Regions from separate parts of the Mus musculus genome. Here all the other regions are linked to region 3. The links are chromatin contacts, called in public HiChIP or PLAC-seq and promoter capture Hi-C maps. All regions are on one chromosome and are shown on one strand. Each heading gives the region's core, a stretch centred on a gene start, on an enhancer-like site or on the middle of the called end of the contact. The rest is flanking DNA. Distances are from core to core; before and after follow the strand shown.

Evidence for each region. HiChIP or PLAC-seq counts read pairs in DNA pulled down with a chosen protein or histone mark. Capture Hi-C pulls out chosen DNA fragments and counts their contacts.
Region 1: an H3K4me3 HiChIP or PLAC-seq map of bone marrow-derived macrophages shows a contact between it and region 3, with 2.2 times the contacts expected there. The contact joins two enhancer-like sites. A contact is called at or near these places in 1 of 15 datasets of contacts at CTCF or cohesin (large pre-B cells), 3 of 484 Hi-C or Micro-C datasets (cerebral cortex, embryonic stem cells and uterus), 15 of 115 datasets of contacts at active chromatin or transcription factors (CD8 T cells, bone marrow-derived macrophages, differentiating embryonic stem cells and 7 more) and 3 of 9 other capture datasets (adipose tissue, liver and pancreatic islet).
Region 2: a contact with region 3 is called in a promoter capture Hi-C map of liver. The contact joins two enhancer-like sites. A contact is called at or near these places in 1 of 484 Hi-C or Micro-C datasets (bone marrow-derived macrophages), 5 of 115 datasets of contacts at active chromatin or transcription factors (bone marrow-derived macrophages, embryonic stem cells, neural tube and 2 more) and 2 of 9 other capture datasets (adipose tissue and liver).

The regions. Positions count from the first base shown.
Region 1 is chr2:143,975,507-143,979,923 of GRCm38.p6, forward strand. All of the region lies in intron 2 of Rrbp1 (ribosome binding protein 1), which reads right to left. Among named protein-coding and RNA genes, the nearest start is that of Rrbp1, 34 kb to the right of the region's middle. Within about 2 kb of position 3,130, at least 20 of the 459 cell types and tissues checked have an H3K27ac peak or open chromatin away from gene starts, as enhancers often do. A contact at or near this core is called in adipose tissue and bone marrow-derived macrophages, where this site is marked.
Region 2 is chr2:143,948,991-143,953,643 of GRCm38.p6, forward strand. Rrbp1 (ribosome binding protein 1) reads right to left here. Exons shown (of 24, transcript NM_024281.2): 18 at 4,244-4,339; 19 at 3,202-3,285; 20 at 1,438-1,533; 21 at 682-765; 22 at 280-378. Among named protein-coding and RNA genes, the nearest start is that of Gm33804, 11 kb to the left of the region's middle. Within about 2 kb of position 2,226, at least 37 of the 459 cell types and tissues checked have an H3K27ac peak or open chromatin away from gene starts, as enhancers often do. A contact at or near this core is called in adipose tissue and liver, where this site is marked.
Region 3 is chr2:144,162,153-144,166,737 of GRCm38.p6, forward strand. The region is part of intron 2 of Banf2os (a long non-coding RNA gene); the gene reads right to left. Among named protein-coding and RNA genes, the nearest start is that of Gm5535, 25 kb to the right of the region's middle. Within about 2 kb of position 3,054, at least 378 of the 459 cell types and tissues checked have an H3K27ac peak or open chromatin away from gene starts, as enhancers often do. A contact at or near this core is called in adipose tissue, bone marrow-derived macrophages and liver, where this site is marked.

The DNA.
Region 1 (4,417 bases), core at 1,880-4,379, 190 kb before region 3:
TGCATCACTATGGGCAATGATCCCCAGAAACACACATACACGGAAAGCTTGGAGGGTACCAGGACTCTGCTCCCCACAGTCAAGGACAGGCACTCTAGCCTCCCTAGATGGAGCTTAAATGGTGACTGGCTTCAAAAGAGAAATGGCTGGGCCAGGTCACTAGAATGAGCTCTTCACTCCCTAGGTACTTGCTCACAACAACCCCCCCCCCCCAAAAACCCAAAAAACCCATCACCACCACCACCACCAATGAAACATCCTCACTCCCAGTCTCCATGATACCCATGCAGACTTGTAGGCAAGAAAAGAGTGAGTTGAGATAGCTCAGCTAAAATGCCTGGGAAATTCCTCTGCTGATATCTAAATTTGCTCACAATTGAAACAGACAGTCAAATGCACTAAAAGAGACAGACAAGTGCACTAGGGCGAAATTCAGCTAAACCTGCCTTTTGAGGACAAGGAATGGGGAAGGTTTCTACAGCAACCCTGGCTTCTCTGACTTGTCACAATATTTTTACTTCACAGTCATAATATTTTCATTACAAGTGGAAGCACTTAGCGTGATATCATAATAAAGGCAAGGTGGGATGTGGGCGGGCTGGTTGCTATGAGCACCTTATTTTATAACTTTTTACCTTAGGAAAGTGCAGTAGATTTAAAAATAACCACACTAGCATTAAAAGGCCCAAAAGCTTGTACTGCCAAGAAAATGGGATGAGAGTATGTGTGTGGGGACCCCATTTCTTAATTTCCTTGAAATATGTATGCACATGCAACTAATGATAGCTTATATACATACTAGATACAATCCTGAGTGCTGTAGAGCTAGAATAAAATGGCCCATGAGCTCACTCTCAGGAAAAAAACCCCTACTGAGACATTTTTTGCTGTTTTCCCACCCCCCAACCCCTGCCCAACCTTAAATAGATATTCACTGCCCAGAGTTTAAAAGAAACAGGCGAGGCAGGGTGGCCTCTCAAGCTTGTGTGGAACTGAAGGCTACTTTCTTTCTTGATTCAGAATGGTCCTAGCACCCCTGAGAACTTGTGATTACAACCCCTGAGACTCCTGCAACTTGTGATGTGCTTTAAGCAAAAAGTTTACATGGAGTTTCAAAACCTCAGTGTAGACAAGAACATAAAATAGCAATCTGATATACTGGTTGAGCATCAAGAACACACAATTTGGATAAACTGGGTAAAGTACGCTGTTAAAATTCATCCCAACTATTTCTTCGTGGCCTATTCTAATGTGGCGAATGGGACTACTAAGTTACAGATGTGGTGCATACTATATTCCTCAGACTGGCTGTTCTGTGCCGTTCCACCCCCATAGACTCCTAAAATGCTCCTTGCCAAAAATCTTAGAAGTTCTTATCCTCAAGAATTCCCCAAGTGATTGAAAACTCTAACCTCTCTTGAATTCTCCACCAGAGAGCACTTTTCTAGTAAGGTATGTTGGTGTGTGCCTGTATTTCCAGCACTTGGGAGGTAGAGAATGAGTTAAGGCCTGCCTGGGGTACATGAGATCCTGTCTCAAAGAAGAATGGGAGTGGGGAGCCAAAATAAAGACACTTCCCTTTTGGCCCTATCCCTTAAGGCCCAACTCCTCCCATGGGGAAAAAAAAACCATCTGGCTACCACTGCTGAAGGAAGCCTTGCTACCGAATATCATCTCGAGTACTAACACTAGCTATGGGATGCTTCAAGATGCTTCCAGCACTGTCTAGAAGCTCTCGACTATGTTCAGAGGCTAAACAGCATAAATAAATAAATAAATCTTAAAATAAGTAAATAAATAAACAAGCAGACAAATGAAACAATCCAAAGCAATGTAAAATCGAGCCTTCTCTGTCTATCCTGCTTTCCCACCCACAGAACTTCTATTACCTTCTCCAGATACTCTCCTAGAATGTCACAAAACATTTTTTATTGACTCTCTTGGGTAGGTAGGTAGGTAGATAGGTAGGTAGGTAGGTAAATAAATAAATAAATAAATAAATAAATAGAGTATTGTCTCTGGATCAGAGGCAGTAAAGCTGACAGAAGGAAAACTGAGCCCCTGGCTGAGTCCTATCCAAACAGCTTGCCCTACACCCCACTCACATCTCTAGCAAATGCCTCAAGATTCTAGTAATTCTTGGTATTGTAAAATCTTAAGGTATTAAAACAAACCTACCAAATATTCCATATTTAATCCATTAACCATGGGCTTTAAAAAGAGCAAGGGGAATTCTAGAAGTGGTTAGCTCCCTGCATGGCTGACCTAGCAGCCTGGGTCTGGCTCACACTGGTTGACAGGTCTGGTCTAGAGAAGAATGAGGCAGATGGACAGCAAAGAACAGCTACAAGATGGCACCAATCAGATGTGGGGGACACAACCACATACTCCCCCTTGGACTAGGCCATTCAGGAATATGGCACACTATAAAGACTCAGGATAGGCCTCTGGGGGCCTGAGGGACCTGAGACACAGTACACCACTTCCAGGTAACAGCTAACAAGTGAAATCAGTCCAGAAACTTTACAGCTGCAGACTATCTAAGAGACTGGACCCATAGTGCTAGCAGCTAACTCCATAGTAGGTAGGTAGGTAGGTTGGTAGGTAGAGACAGACAGGCAGACAGAGGCTAAACAAATATATCTCTTGGCCAAGGCCAGTCTATGGGTCACCTCTGGCCTTGGTTTTCAGTACAGCATCTACACTATCAAATAGCCTAAGCTAAAAACCGCCAATTTCCAACTTAGCCCCTCCTTTCGACTATGTCCTTGGACAACTGGCTTTACCACCACCTGACACAGTTTCCTTGTCTGTAAAGTCAGTAACAACGGTTCCTCCCTCACGGTCTGGCTGCAAAGATTAACTTAATTTGTGCTTGGAATGAGACACAGGGGAAAGCACTGTAAACTAACTCTCCAGGGCCAACTTTGGAGGCCCAAGCATTAACACCCACTCGTTGGACAGTCAAACCCGACCCGTCCCAGCTCAACAGTGGAGGGCAAGGGTGAGGATCTAAGAATGGCCTCTCTGAGGCCAAGGCTGACTTAGGGGCTCAGAGGGCAGACTGTCCTTACTCATGGGGCACAAGAGCTTGAGGAAGAGGATGTGCCTCCACCAACAAGAAGCGTGAATGTAGTGTGCTTAGTGTCCAGACTTCAAAACTATGATGCAACCAGTCTGCTACAGAAATGCCGTACCACCTAGGAAATGAAACTTGTAAAGAGGCACTTAGAACTCTCTTCTCTGTCAACTGTGGGCTCCTTTAGGAAAATTGCTCTTTGGCTGCATAACCAACAACTCCCCAATGAACAGCCTCAGCAGCAATAAGAAGATGTTAACGTAAGGGCACCTGAGACTTGGCACCTCGCTGCTCCAGCAGCAGCTACCCCTCCACTGTCCAGCTACAGAACATGCCTGCCAGGCCCAGGCCCTACTTTCTCCACCAGCAGGGAGCGCATCAGCTCACTCCAGGACTTGCCCTGTGAGTACCTACAGACAGCTAGAGGCTAAATGGAGGTGAGAGTATTACTATAGATTCCCAAACAGCTCTGCCTAGGACAGACCCAGCTTATTTTCTTGCTTCTAAACAGTGTATGCACTGAGAAGTCTGCAGAATGCTAGGCTTGGAGAGGTAAGTAGAAAAGAGGACCACATATGCAACACAGCAGGCACAGAGCGGTCAAGCAACAAAGCAGCATGCTGGGGCCTAGAGAATGCAGATACAATGGAAGCAGAGGCTGATGCACAGGTGCTTCACCAGGCAGTACTGGGTAAAGAGGCAGCAAGAGGTCTGAAGGAAGGAGAGCAGCCTAGAAAGGCACTAATGTCTGCAGGATCCAGAACTTTGGATTCCCAGAGGAGCAGAGGGAGGTAAGAATGGAATAGGTACAAGATTTCACAGGCCCCAGAGAGCCAGCTTTACCCCACAGTGTGCAGTGACTAAAGGGAATCTTGCTTGGGATGCCAGGAGGGACAAGGCTTGAAGAAGACAGTTCAGGAAAGGGCCTGAGCCAGTGCTCCACCCTACGAGTCTCCAGGCGACTAAGTGTGAGAATCCCAGATGATAACCAAAGACACCTCACAGTGGGTCCTGACAGAAGCACAGGTGGGGACTGACGAGGACTCACGGCAAGGACATTCATGGTCTTAGGGACTGTCCAAAACCCATTCTGAAGGTCTTTCCCTCAAACGCAAATACCATTCCTCTGGACCTTCACAGCGAATGACAGGGACAGTGCTGAGTTCCAAGCACAGCATCTCCACAGGAAAGAAGTCATAGCCCAACCTTAAGCAGATTCCATGACCTGTCCTTAACCACCTCAGCCAAACTGAGCTGTGCTCTAGAACAGTCAGGACCCAGGCCTCTAAGCCTCTTGGGAGCCCAGTTCCATGTGATCATCTACATTTACAACCAAAG
Region 2 (4,653 bases), core at 976-3,475, 210 kb before region 3:
CTCTGGGAGTAGGATATGAGCTTTCAAACCCCATGCAAAGTCTACTTTTTTGACCCATGGATCAGGATGTAGCTCTCAGCTCCTGCTCTAGTACCATGGATATTGCTATAATGAGGAATGGACTTCTGGACCTGTAAGCAGGCCCTCAATTAAATGCTTTCCTTTATCAGAGTTGTCTTGGTCATGGTGTCTCTTCACAGTAATAGACTAGTGACTAAGACAGTGACCAAAGTCTAGAAGACCTTCAAGTCCAAACTGTACCCCAACTCCATCCTCTACCTTCAGCTGTGTAATCTCTTCTTTTCCTGACGACTCCAGGGGGCCAGCAGCACGGAGTTTCTCCAGCTCTTCTTGTATCCGACACGCTGTGCGTTGAGCCTTGTCAGAGAGGGGACACATCTGGGTGAGTTGCCTAGCAGTCAAACCTGACTAAATTCACTGGGTTGGGGGAGGGGGAGGGCCATCCCCAGCCTAAGACAAAAGCTCATATTGATTCACATGGGCAAGAAGCTTGGAGATAACCCACTCGCACCCAGGCCTTCAGGACCTCCCAAAGATGCAGAAACCTACAAGGCTCCTGGGGCAGAGTCAGGTGCCTGGTGGGAAAGTTGGGAAGGACAGAGATGATGCCCAAGCTCTCAAGACGCTTGTAGGAGCTGGGGCCACTAGGCAGAACCTAACCTCCTCAAACTCAGCTGTGAGCTTCTGCCGCCGTGTCTGCTCAGCCTCCAGGGTGGCTTCTGTCCGCTCCAGCTGTGTTTTCAACTGTATGGAGATAACACAAGTTGGACTGGAGAGGCTCGCAGAGGCCCCTCTGGGGCAGACTGTAACTGCAGGCTCCCCCTTCAAGCTATTTCTAGGATTCCCTGGGCCTTTCCCCACCCTAAGTCACTCTCAGCACTCTCATTTCTGGGGAGAGAGTGCCTCAAGACTCAGGAGAGAACCAGAGAAGTCGCAAAAAGGTGCTGGGGAAAACACTAGACTCTAAGCCTTTCACAGGACTCACAGGGCAGGAAAGACCCCAAAGCCATGGGGCAGGACATGGTCTACAATGGGAGCCCAATGATAGGTCCCTGCCTCTTGCCAATTGCTCTTGGTAACTGATCTTTTGGTCAAAACTCTGGAAGACAGATGTCCGGCTAGCAATGCCCCAGTAAAGGGCCACAGCTAAAGACAAATCTCCTCTGTGGCTACCCAAACCCAAGCTACACACAGGTCCAAAAGTCCCTTCCTTGTGTAGTAAGGGCCAAGGGCCCTAGCCACCCGCCCTTAGCTCTACACCCTTCCATTCTGGGTCCTCTCACCCAGATCACACGGGATGAGGAGGTGGCTAGCAGTGGGGACTGAAGTACCTGCACTCAGTTTAATCAGCACATAGGCTGCCCACCCCTGAGCACCATGTGATGTTAGGGGTGAGGACCAGCTTATCACCCTAACCTTCATAGGGTCCTGCTCGGCTGGAGGGACAGCTGGAGACCCAGCCACGTCACCATCCTCTACGTGGCTCCTCATGTCACTCAACTGCTGCCTGACCTGAAACAGGGAGGGGTGGGTTTGTGCAAATACACACCAGTGGAATGCACCCATGCACACACACAAGCACCCATGCACTCGCCAGAGAGATGGGAGGGGGGAGAGGGAGAGAAAGGGAGTGGGGAGAGGGGAGGGGAGGGGGGAGAGGGAAGGGGAGGGGGACCAGGAGGGGGAGAGAGAGACTCCTCAGAGACATAGGAAGAGTAAAGGTCTGCCATCTGTGATCAATATTTATGTTCCCTAGTGCAGGAGGGATACTCCACTCAGCATCTCAAAAGCCTTGAGGCCAACAAGCCCCTTGACTAATGAGAGCCATGTGTATTTTTTGAAGTGAACCTGTGAGGCAACACCCCTCTCCCCCAGGAGCAACCACACAAAACCAGGGAGTCCACATGGAACAGAGGTAACTGACAACATGTCCCATTCCAATTATTCAAGGATGTAGTGTCCTGTTCACAGCCTTTTGGGGGCTTGGACAAAATAGTAAGACCATATTATTGCCTTGTAATTCTCTGGGTCCACCAGACCACTGGGCCTTCCATCTGAAGACCAGCAAAGTCACACAGGTTGCTTGGGAAAGGTCCCAGTCAGAAGGCCTGGGGACAGAACTCATAAGCTCTTTAGGAGACCTGGGTGGCCTCAGTCTCCACTTAGCCTTCTCAAATGCCCCAGAGTGCAGAAAGCAAAGAGCACAGTTCAAAGGTGACAAGAACCCTTGGCAGGCACGGTCTGTGTACATGCCTTGGCTGGGCTGTGTCCCATGGGGGGGGGGGGTGTAGTGGGGGGCTCTTACCCAGACCCAACCTAGCAAATGGCTGAGAATGGCAGCCTTAAATTTGGGAGGCTTGGCCCAGACAGCATCTACTTGTAGTGTGGTAGTCTGGACAAGGCCTAAAACCTGGATGCAGGGAGCTGGGCTTAGGAGAAAGTGTGGAGTCAACACACCAGAGCTGCTCTCCTGGACAGCACATGTTCAATCTCCAAATTTCAAATGTTGACATCTACTTCAAGGTTTTCAAAATGGCAATGAAGATAAAGGGAAGATAGCTGCAGCTGCACAGGCTGCTGCCTAGGGCCAGGGCTGGGGACCAGGAGGGAGACCAAGCAGCTGGGACATGGTTCCAGACACAGCAGCGGCAAACTGGGAAAACTACTGGACTACAAGAGGCAATGTGCACAGGGCCACTCCTCACATCTCTGTACAGGTTTATCTGCTCTCAGTGCCTGGCAGAGGGCCAGAAGGAGCAGGTCATCCCGTATAACTGTAAGACTGGCAAGGCCAGTTCCATCATTGAAGCAGGAAAGCATGCAGAAAGCACAGACATGCCTAAAGGCTTTAAAGGACTCTCCTGTGGTATCAGGAGTCCTGTATCCTGGGCTGCTCAGCTGACCAAACAGGCTACTAAGGCCTACATGTCCCACAGCCCATGGTCTTGAGCAGATGCCAGATCTGCCCAAAGACAGGAAACAGAATGTGAACATTCTGGTCCCTGGCAGCTACAAGCCCAACTAAGTTTTATGCAAACTGCTGTAGTCCCCCTAAGCTTGCCCTACATGACTAATGTATGACATACCCTGCTAAGCTGCAGACACTCCACATGGATATCAAGTTACATCACATGCATACCCCGTATCATACACCCCTGCCCAGGACCTAAGTCAACCTACCAGGGCAAGCTCATCGCTTTGTTTCTGGGCTTCACTCTTGGCTTCATCCAGCTGAGACTGCGATTCTAGCAGAAGCTGCCTTAACTTGAGGGGAAACAACCAGATGAGGGTAAAGGAGGGGGGAAAAGTTACAATGAGTCCACACCTAAACTTGAGCCAGAATCCAAGCCCTGGAGATGTACACAGCACAGGGACAGATGTCCTACAGGAACAATGTCCTACACCCAGGCTTTTCACAAACACCTGCTTTGGTGGTTTTAATGAAAATGGTCCCAATAGGCCTATAGGGAGTAGGCATTATTAGGGGGCATGGTCTTGTGGGAGTAGGTGTGGCTTTGCTAAAGGAAGTGTGTCACTAGCAGGTGGGGTTTGATGTCTCAGAAGTTCACACCAGGCCTACTAGCTCATAGTTCACTTCTTGCTGCCTGCTGATCAGGATACAGAACTCTCAGCTACGTCTCCAGCACTGTGTCCGCCTGCATACCATCATGCTTCCCACCATGACAATAATTAGACTAAACCTTGAACTGAAAGCCAGCCCCAATTAAATGTTTCCCTTTATAAAAGTTGCCATGGTTATGTCTCTTCACAGCAACAGAAACCCTAAGACACCTGCCCATTGTCTCATGTTAAAGAGCAAAAGTTTGCAATCAAAACTAGACTAAAGGTACCAGGCTTGGGAGTTCTACTTCTGAAATCAGAAGACAGAGACTGATTAAAATCCAGTGTCAGCTAAAAATGACCACAGCAAGTCAGGTAGAGAGCCACACGCTGATGGGCCAGCCAGAGCATGAGGGACCACTCTCACAAAGAAGGCTTTGCCCCTGCCCTGCCTTGGGGCTCCCTTTCTGAAATCTGCCCCAAGTGCCCAGGGCTATCAATCCAAAGGGGCATCTGCAGGGTGTTGGGTGAAAGTCTGAAAACCCAGCTCTTAGGCTCCTGCTGACAAACACACAAACAGTAAAGGAATCACTGGGAATAATCTAGTTTCCTGGGGCAGGGGCCACTTGGGAGCAGGACTTGGAATGATGGAATCACTCACCCCTGCCACCTCCTTGGCATAATTCTGACACTCTGCACTGGCCGCTGCCATGTGCTTCTCCAGCTCCGCTTCCAGATGTGATGTGTGCTCCCTTACCTGGATGGGACAGACATGGACACGGTCAGCCTCTCACTAGCCAGCAGGGGCCCTAACCATGCAAACTCTGGCTGCTCCTGAAACAAGCAAAGGTAAAGTGCCACTGGGTAAACTGAGATCAGTAAGGGAACCATCACTGGCGAGAAAGCCTGTCCCTCACACTACTGAACAGCGAACTGAAATTACAGCCCTGCTGAGTCCTCCCCAGTCCTCGGGCTTCAGGAGGAGTGGGCAGAGCAGTTCTTAGATGTGTATTGGCAAAGCTTAGGCTACAGGGCACCTTTACAAAGGCCAGAGTTTGCTGCAGTATCCTA
Region 3 (4,585 bases), core at 1,804-4,303:
TATACCTCAGAGGACATGGGCTGTAAAAGATCTCATCTGTTAGAGGGTATTGTCTGAGAATCAACTTAGGATGCCTGGCTCCTTCCTTTGGGCTCTCTGCTCTCCTACCTGACCCCTATCTCTGCATGGCAACCCTCCATAGAATTGGAACTGTTCACAAATATCTTCTCACTCTTCCTCAACTATTTGGCAGCCACTGTGTGTCTGGCCCTGACCCATCCCAGACTCAGTAAATTCTAGACAACTTGTCCCGATGGCTGACACAGCTAAACTGAAGTCGTTTCATAAGGGAAGTTTGGATCCAGAAAGGATCCGTTATCCTGGTACTAGGAACACAGATGCAGGCTGGTGGGTACAAGGCTTGAAACCCCAAGGGGACCCAGATGAAAATAAACTGGATCTACAGAGATGGACAGACAAGAGATCTGAAGGAAATGGGTACCACGGTCCGAGTCAGGCTTCTGATGCTTGTTTCCAAAAGCATCCTGACATTTGCCAAGATTCTCAAACTGTAACTGTGGCCTTTGGAAGTCCGAGGGGAGTGCAGTGGGGACAGGGGCTGGTTCTCGGTGGCTGGTGAGAGCTGAGAGCAGGAGAGCAAGTGGAGAGGGCAGGGGATGACTAATATAAGCAAGGAAGCCTGTTGCCAGAAAGAACTAGAAACTCTTCCCCACCTGGGCTACATGCAACAACCACAACAGCAGAAGCTCCAAAACAGACAAACATGGCGGAAGCAGGTGCTATGCAAATGACTTGTAAAGGGACCTGAGATCCTGGCCTGGTGTTCTGGAGTGTATGCCAGTTGGTAGCTCATTCTTGGGAGTCCTTTTCTCTTTCTTAATAAATGGTGTCTATTTTTATTACCTCCGTGTTCTGGTTTGGTTCTTGTTGTTGCTTTTGTTTTGGTTTTGCGTTGTCCTGGGTCACAAGACCCTGGAAATCTCAGTAGTTTTACACCCCAGCCTGGACTCAGATCTGCACCATACAGTACGGTGTGTCCCTGGAGTCAAACGCTTCTCCTGGAAAATGTCTTGTCATCAGCATGAATGTCCCTTGCTGCTTCCCCAGACTATTGGTCACCAATGTCATGACATAATATACCCACCATGCAGTTTCATCTCCCTCAAGAGCCTTCCTTCCAACTGATTAGAGGGGCCAAGCTGTGGGCTGCATAGGGAGATGGAAAGCCATGGCCTAAGTCAGCTGAGTTGGGCCAAATCTCTCGGGGGGGCGGGGGGGGGATCTAAATATCATCTCTTCCTTTTTGTTTCTTTCTTCCTTCCTTTCTTTCTTTCATTTTCTTTTTCTTTTTTTTGAGACAGGTAACCCCAGTGCAGAGCTGAAGAAGCTAGGCTTGGAAACACTAATACAAGGCCCTGTGCCACAATCACTTGTAATGTCCAAGCCTCAGAAATCCAAACACTGGGGTCTTCTGCCGTCCCTGGCAGCTTTTACATCAAGAATTCATGTGGTAAACCAGACAGCAGCCTATGAGTAAGAATAACAGACCCATCACACTAAGGTGTCTCCACGACAGGCTGAGGGAGCAGGTCTCAAGGGCAGTATGTGATGAGGGAGGTGTCCCAAGAAGAAGTAGAGAAGAAGACAGGAGAGAGAGAGGGGCCATTGAAGAGTGATTTATGGAGCTGGTCCTGCTGGGGTAGGGTGGAGGAGAGAAGATGCTGCAAAGAAGAAACAGACAGACGGGTAGCACACTAGAGCTGCCCCTAGCAACCAGAAGGGAGTTGGATGCTCAGCTGCCACCCCTAAGCCAGAAGCCCTGGTCTATCTGGTATCCAGGGTCTCAGGCTAGAGTCATTTGGGAAAGCTTTGTGGGGGTGTGTGTGGGGGGTGCTTTTTGTTTGTTTTTAGTCACAATTCCTGTGAGCTTACATTGTGAGACTGGGCCAACCTGTGCTGGGGACTGCTAAACGACGGCCACATGCCTCGCTGTGTGGGAAACCCTGCTCTTCCTGATCTCTCAGATCCCTCAAGTCCCTCTGAGCCTACAGGTTCAAGGTCCCCCTGCACAAGTTCAGCTGTGGATGGAAACCCTGAGAAAAACACCCATGGAGCTAGAGACAAACACATTTGTCTGCCGGCCGGCCGGGGCTGCAGCTGGTGGAGGCTTGAGGAATGAATTCTTTTGGCTTTAATTCAGCTGTTTGTGCTCCCGTGACACAAACTGAGCTCAACCCACATTTTCCTTAGAAAGAAAGGAGAGGCGGTGCGTAGAGGCATCAAGCATATTTTCGGAGGTTTAATTTCCTTCCAGTGTCCTTAAGAAATCCCCCCCACCCCCTAAAGCTTATGCTGCCTCAACCCCAGCCCTAACGGTAGCATCAAAGACTTTTAAATTGAGACCCAGGGTGAGTTAGCTAAAGTAAATAAAACCAGAGAAGGAGGGAAATTAAAAGACAGTATCAGAGAAACCACGTCTTCACCAAAAAGCAAAAAGGAAGGAAGCTGGTTAGGGGAGGAGACCTGGAGAGGGAAGAATACCAAATTCCAAGAGTTTAAATGCAAGGAACGAAGGAATTAGCACTGACAGATTTAGCAAATAAAAATGCCCAGTGCCTGGTTCGATTTGTATTTTAAACGACGAATAATTTTTATTGTCTGCCATGCATTATTTCAGACACTCTTTCATCAAATATTTCATACAATAAATTTATGATAAAACGTAATTTATTGCCCATCTTAAAGTCAAATTTAATTGGGCACCCTTAATTGTACGTTAAAAATTATCAGCTAGTTTAAACACCTTTTAGACTGGTCAGCTTTGCTTCCCTGGGGATCTTGCTGGTCGTTTATACAGATGTCCCCTGCCTTTGTGGGTATATTTGTCCTTTGGGAATTTACAACAGAGAGGAACTCCCCAGAGAAGCTGAAAGTGGAATACAAAGACCAGACTGCTAGAGGAGGTCCAGGCATGGAGGTTAAGTGGAGCCAGTATCCTTGAGCCTCCCCATCACCGCAATCTGGCCACAGGAGCGGCCCTGCTCAGCTAGAGGGATTCCAGCCCGGGCCCCTCCCCGCGGTGAGCTAAGGATTTAGGGATGACTACAGGAGGGTGGAGAGCTGCCACGTTCCAGTCCTGGAGGAGCGCGCAGAAGGGACTTCACACACACACACTCACACACACACACACACACACACACACACACACACACACACACACACACACCTGTACACACCCCTAAGATGCTGTGATCTCTTCGCTTCCTTCTGCCCTGTATTTTCCTTCCCAGGCCCTGTCCTCCGTTCTGTCTCCCCACTTCCCGTCCCTCCAAATAAGGAAGCAGAGCTTTGCGGACGCCTGGCGAAGATGCCAGGTCTGGTCCCCGCCCCCAGGCCGAATCCAGCTGCCAGCGAGGCAGCTGGGGGTGGTGGAATGGGGTGGGGGAGTGGACCCCGCAGGCCCGGTCGCGATCTAACCCAGCGGCTCAGGATGCAGCGGGGGCCCTGGGTGCACAATGGCACCTGCGGGACAACTGCGTCAAGGTCGAGGTGAGAACCAGGCTCTCAGGGCTGCCCGGAACGTTTCACTCTTCGCTCGGCGGGGCTCTGCAAAGGCGGAAGATGACGTGGCGAATCGAGGAAGCGCCACATCTCAGATCCAGACGTTCCACTCCCAGGAACTGACCCAAAGGAAATAATCCAGTCCAAGAAAGAGAGAATATCCGGGAATAAAGCAACTCGTGGGAAATGGTTTAACGAACCTCTGCATATCAGTGCTATGGAATGCTCTTTTATTTCGTGCAGCATTTAGGTGATCGCTTGTCAGGACCCTCTCAGTATCTGGGGACACTGAGAGGGTAGAACCCAGATCTCCTTTCTTTCCTCCGAGAGTTCACAGGAGAAACAGCGTGGACTTTAGAACCAGAGTGCAGTGGATCTGAGCACCCGTGTATGTCCTCATCTGTAAAACGCAGACGCTTCATAGAGAAGCAATGAGGGTCCCAGCGGGAAGGTTACACCGAGTATCCGCCACGAGATGAGAGGTCCAAACACCTACCAACAATCCCGAGGTGCCATGATAAAAGAATGTATGAGTTATTAAGTATATGCAGAACCGCAAGTGCTGCAAGTAGCTGAAGCTTCCTACTCTTGAAAACACAGGAGGGATGCATTTAATTATGCCTGGGTGGGCGTGGCACCAAAGAAGCCCCGAGGTAACTCAAGCTGAGTCCTGAAGGATGTGTTTTCTGGGTAGACAAGAAATGAAAAGACCATTGCAGGTAAAGCAAGCCTAGGACCTAGAGGGAGGGAAGAAAGAGCAAGGGAATTCCAAAAGCTACTTCTAAGTGTCTTGTAGGAAGGAACGCATTTCCAGTTGCACATTTATTCTTCTGCCTCAGCTGCACAAGTGGCAGACCAGGCCCTCGTGGCTTAAGGGTGACTCTCCTCCCCTAGGCCTGCCTCCACCCATCAAAGAAATCCCTCTAGGCTCCCTGTGTATCCAGGAGAGGTTCCCATCCCCATCCGGTGATCTCAATCCCTGGATGCTCCAAGGCCAATGTTGGAAGGGAAGGTTCTGGGCTGTTTTCTTCCTTTTCCCATGATTCTTGACAGCTGCGTAAAC